Linked DNA regions of Mus musculus: region 2 is linked to region 1. A link is a contact called in public Hi-C data. All regions are on one chromosome and are shown on one strand. The core of a region is the stretch at or near the end of the contact, and the rest is flanking DNA. Distances in the headings are between cores, read along the strand shown. Region 1 overlaps Phactr1 (phosphatase and actin regulator 1). Region 2 overlaps Phactr1 (phosphatase and actin regulator 1).

What was found. A called contact is a pair of places that touch in the nucleus more often than the background predicts.
Region 2: a Hi-C map of uterus shows a contact between it and region 1, with 2.7 times the contacts expected there. The contact joins two enhancer-like sites. A contact is called at or near these places in 3 of 484 Hi-C or Micro-C datasets (nephron progenitors and uterus).

The regions. Positions count from the first base shown.
Region 1 is chr13:42,827,887-42,830,607 of GRCm38.p6, reverse strand. The region is part of intron 3 of Phactr1 (phosphatase and actin regulator 1); the gene reads right to left. Among named protein-coding and RNA genes, the nearest start is that of Phactr1, 150 kb to the right of the region's middle. Within about 2 kb of position 1,422, at least 57 of the 459 cell types and tissues checked have an H3K27ac peak or open chromatin away from gene starts, as enhancers often do. A contact at or near this core is called in uterus, where this site is marked.
Region 2 is chr13:43,003,833-43,006,544 of GRCm38.p6, reverse strand. The region is part of intron 4 of Phactr1 (phosphatase and actin regulator 1); the gene reads right to left. Among named protein-coding and RNA genes, the nearest start is that of Gm52053, 7.6 kb to the left of the region's middle. Within about 2 kb of position 1,449, at least 38 of the 459 cell types and tissues checked have an H3K27ac peak or open chromatin away from gene starts, as enhancers often do. A contact at or near this core is called in uterus, where this site is marked.

The DNA.
Region 1 (2,721 bases), core at 173-2,672:
TTCCACAAAGGTGCCTTCCTACCACAGTGGTAAATGTCAGGCAAATCAAACAAAACCCAACCATATTTCTCTAAACATAGTTATTGGCTCAGAATGGTCACATGGTAAACCAGGAACAATCTGGAATTCTTTGGGGGCTAGGGACTGGGGAGTTTCCCATTCAGACATCTTGACTAGTCTTCACTCTGGGGCTTTTCATTTGCTAGAACCTAGCTGCTCTGTGAAGACAAACCCAGAAAGGAAGAAAGTCGGCAGAAGAGGGATGGAGACTGGTGTGTGTGTGTGTGTGTGTTGCTCCATCTTCTAGGCTATGAATCATTTATCTTTTCCCAGATTAAAGAGGTGAGAGAAAAAGGAAGCAGGAGAAGAGTAACGTTCCATGTACTTCTCAGACCAGGTAAGGCACTGCTAATTAGGAAACCAAGCAGGGAGGGGTGTGTGTGTGTGTGTGTGTGTGTGTGTGTGTGTGTGTGTGTGTGCTGTGGTTGGTGGTGAGCAGAGCTATGGCTCAGTGGTTAGTGGCACTCACTACTCTCTCCCAGAGGGCTCAGGTTCAAATCTCAGCACTCACATGGCAGCTCAAAACTGTCTGTGACTCCAAGATCTGACACTCTCACATTCACATACAACAGGCAAAACACCCATGCACGTAAAATAAAGGTAAACACATTTTAAAAAAGAAAGAGAAGAAACCAAAAGACAAGCCTACTTCCTGCTTTTCTCTATGTGGCTCATTTGCAATCGATCCTTAAGTCGCTTATTTGAGAGACATAGATAAAGCTTTCTGTTCCCGATGCTGAATTAAGGGTAGAGGGCTAAAGCCTCGGTAGATAGCAACTCCATCACCGCCCACCTACTGCAGTGGATGCCAGGGTTTCCTTAAGATGATAAGCAAGCCCTTCAGATCAAAACGTCTCTCAGAAACTCAAGTTTTAAATAATGAAAGCAATGACAACACACATTAAATTATACGAGTGACATCATCAGGAACTGAGAAACCGAAAACTCCTCCGTTGTTTTACAACCAAATTTTTGACCCATTTCAAACAGTGTAGCCGAATGCTTATAATATTTACCTCAGGCTTTAAAAAAATTTTTTTTTGCATATTTTAAAAGCCAGCTATTGGGAGAGTGTAACTACAGTCGATGCTTTAAGAAAATATTTTGTTTTATATGACCTCAAGAGTCTAGACATCTTTATCTCTAATAAAGCAATTACGTTCCGCTTGGCTTGTGTTTCATAATAATTACATGCAGAGTTATTAGGGAGCCAGCTCCAAACGGCCCCAGAGGCCAGGGAGAAGGGGGAAGCAACCAAGCAAGCAAGAGGGAAGCTTGGCCAGATAAAGCTCTGCGGGGCTCTCAACTGGAAAGGAGGAACCAAGCAACAGGATGCAGGGCAGAGTCAATCTGGTGCCCCTAGGAGGAAGGGAAATCTGGTTAGCTGTGTGTTTACTCTTGGAGAGGTCAGCCTGTCCCTGTGCTCAACATCTGGTGGGGACACTTGTGATGACGTAGATGAGGGCGTGACTGGTGAGCAACGCGCTTCTCTCCGGATGACCTCAGGCTATGCTTCCCCTTTAACAGAATCCCCCTTTGCCGTGAGCCTCACCCAAGCCCGAGGCTTCCTTCTCCTCACTCAGGAGTTCCTCCCCGGGGTCCCAAAATAGTCACACTGTAGGTGATAGAGTCTTGCTCTAGCCTGTTTGTGGCTTGGGTCCAATGTAAACACACACATACACACACATGCGCACACACACATGTATATATACACACATGCAAAATATACTCATGTAAGTGCACACACAAGTGCACACATACAGATACACATACATGTGCACACACATACACACATTCATACATTCACACAAGCACACGTGCATTTACACACAGGCAGACACACATGTATACATACACACATATAAATATACACTCATGTCAGTGCACACACAGATGTGCACACATCTACACAGACACACATATGTGCACACACACACATCTACACATCCACACACATCTACACATCCACATGTGCACACGCACATACATGCACACATACACATGCATACACACAGATACAAATATATACACACATGCATACACACAGATACTCATACAAACACACACACTCAGACACACACAGACACACACAGACACACACAGACACACAGACACACAGACACAGAGCTTTCTCCAGAGGTTCCCCTCATCCTTTTTTATCAGGTTTCCTAAAGTGCCCTTTGTAAAATAAGGACACCTGACAGTGAAAGTGTAACATGAGAAGATTCACTGAACAATAAAAGATGCTTAATGAAGTATACACAGTGTAAAGACGAAGCAAAGGAAGGAATTCCTATACAAGGGCCAAATATTGAAACTTGACCCTAATAGAAAACGTGTTAAAATACTAAAATGAGCAAAGACTTTGTAAATGGAAAAAGCAGGATGTTTAAAGCCAGAAAGCATCTCATCTACAGATGACAGGGAAGAACGAGAAAGCGGCAGTAGACCAAGCACAGTGGGGCAGGGGAGTAGTATGAACTAAAGGGGAAATGGCAGCCTGCATTTGGTGGTGTATGCTGGCTGGCACCCAGAGCACTCAGGGAGCTAAGGCAGGAGGATTCCAGCGAGTCCTGAGTTCTGAGGACACTCTAGAGTAGAGAGTGTCGTCTTGTCTCAAAACAAACAAGCAAACAAGAAACGATAGCACATTGAACAAGA
Region 2 (2,712 bases), core at 200-2,699, 180 kb before region 1:
TAGACACATGTTGGTTTAAAGCAACAGGAACTGGAGCCCAGATAACTTACGGTGGCAATTGCAGCAAATTAGTGTACCTTTAACACAACCTTTTTGTTTGTTTGTTTGTTTGTTTGTTTTGTTTTTTCGAGACAGGGTTTCTCTGTATAGCCCTGGCTGTCCTGGACTCACTTTGTAGACCAGGTTGGCCTCGAACTCAGAAATCCGCCTGCTTCTGCCTCCCAAGTGCTGGGATTAAAGGCGTGCGCCACCACTGCCCGGCTTTTTTTTTCCTACCCACTTTGCCCCATTCTTGTTTCCTGCGATCACATCTTGTTTCCTAACAAACCATTGTCTCATGTCCCTAGCTGTGCTCAATGACATGTTGGGGTGGGATAACATTTTATCATTTCCGGGGCAGATTTACAACCTCTGTGCTAGAGGTCTTTACTCCAAACCTATGATTCTTTTAACATTTTTTTATTGTTTTTATTTTATGTGTAAGAATATTTTGCATGTATGTATGTGCCTCATATGCATACCTGGTGCCCACGGAAACCCAAAGAGGGCAGTGGAAACCCTGGAACTAGAGTTAATGATGATTGCTTCCTGCTCTGTGGGAGCCCAACCCAGGTCCTCTATCAGAACAGCAAGTGTTTTTAACCACTGAGCTCTCCCTCTAGCCCAAAATCCTGTTGATCCTTGAGTTAGAATTTATTACATGATATAATGCACCCTTCCATGTATTTTCATATACTTATATATGTATTTTTTAGTTTACATTTAGTTTGTTTTTTGTTTTTGTTTTTTGAGATAGGGTTTTACAATACAACCCTGACTTGCCTCTAGCTCATAATCTGCTACTGCTGTCTCCTGAGTAGCTAAGATTGCATGCCACTCCCCTCTCTCTCTCCCTCTCCCTCTCCCTCCCTCCCTCTCTCTCTCTCTCTCTCTCTCTCTCTCTCTCTCTCTCTCTCTCTCTCTCTCTCTCTGTGTGTGTGTGTGTGTTCACTTCCAAGCATGCCAAGGTCCATGTGTGGAGAAATAAAGGAATGAGTCAGTTCTTTCCTCCTATCATGTGGTCACTGGATATCAAACTCAGATCATCAACCTTAGCAGCACCTTTGCCCTCTGAGCCATCTCTGGCCTCACATTCTGATATTTCAGCGCTTCCATTTAATAGAAGAGCATTTCCTGGGGGTAGGGGCTGCTTAACTTTATACTCCAGGGCAACTGAAGAGCCCCAAGCCCAGAAACATTAACCTTCACTCTCGTCACAAGGAAGTGACTGGGGATGGATATAGACCAGCTGTTTCCCCGCCCCTGTGGCCCAAACCATGAGAAGTCACAGGGGAAAGAAAAGGGCCATTGTTGTTTTTATCTTGAGCCAAGAAGTTAGAGTTGCTCCTTGCAGAGGGAGGGAACTGCCAGCCCAGGGCTTGGCTTTTCCAAGCAGCGGAGGCTGCTGCTCCGCGTGACTGTGGGCAAAATGTTTTCTGCAGATGTTTATATTTCATTTGTCAGTCTTCCTAGTATTCAGCTTTTCCAAACTTAATATTGTTTCATTGCTCTCTGTCTATTTGGAGCCCAGGGTTTGATACTTATAAGTGTCCTTATATGATGCTATTATTAATTCTCCTAAGTCATGGGCCCTAAAATATCATATATTTACAGAGGATGGCTGCTTGTTTATGCTTTTCCAGTCCTTGTCACTTAAATATATTCCATGGAACCATGGTGAAATCACCGCTTAGATAATTGGTCTTTTTGGTGAGCATTTTTTTTGGCATTCTTTCTGACTTTAATTACTTTTGTTACGCAGAATGTTTGACCCATCTTTCCTTTGTTCTTGTTCTTGGTGGTAGCCTTTATTAAGGAAGCCGTGTTCTATTTCGAGTGTTTTGGTTGTTGGCTACGGCCATGTTAATGTTTTAAAATTATTTTCTTTATAATTATGTGAGTGTGTGTGCGCACTTGTGTATGCATGCGCCAGCTCATTCACGCACGTGCATGCGCACGCATGTGTGTGTGTGTGTCTGTGTGTGTGTCTGTGTGTGTGTCTGTGTCTGTGTATCTGTGTAGGTATGTGCCTGGGCCTGTAGGTGATTCATAATTATGTGTGTGTGTGTGTGTGTGTGTGTGTGTCTGTGTGTGTGTGTCTGTGTGTCTGTGTAGGTATGTGCCTGGGTCTGTAGGTGATTCATAATTATGTGTGTGTGTGTCTGTGTGTCTGTGTAGGTATGTGCCTGGGCCTGTAGGTGATTCATAATTATGTGTGTGTGTGTGTGTCTGTGTGTGTGTGTCTGTGTATCTGTGTAGGTATGTGCCTGGGTCTGTAGGTGATTCATAATTATGTGTGTGTGTGTCTGTGTAGGTATGTGCCTGGGCCTGTAGGTGATTCATAATTATGTGTGTGTGTCTGTGTATCTGTAGGTACGTTCCTGGGCCTATAGATGATTCATAATTGTGTGCGTGTATGTGTATGTGTGTGTGTGTGTGTCTGTGTAGGTATGTGCCTGGGCCTGTAGGTGCTCACAGAGGCCAGAAGAAGGTATTGAATCTATGGAGCTAAAGTCACAGGTGCTTGTGAGTTTCCAATATTGGTGCTGGGAACTGAACTTAGGCCCTTCGCAAGAACAGTATGTGCACTTAACCACTGAGCCATCTCCCCAGCACCTAATTTTTATGAAAGAATTTATCTTATACCTTTGTGCCTGTATGCCAACAACAGTT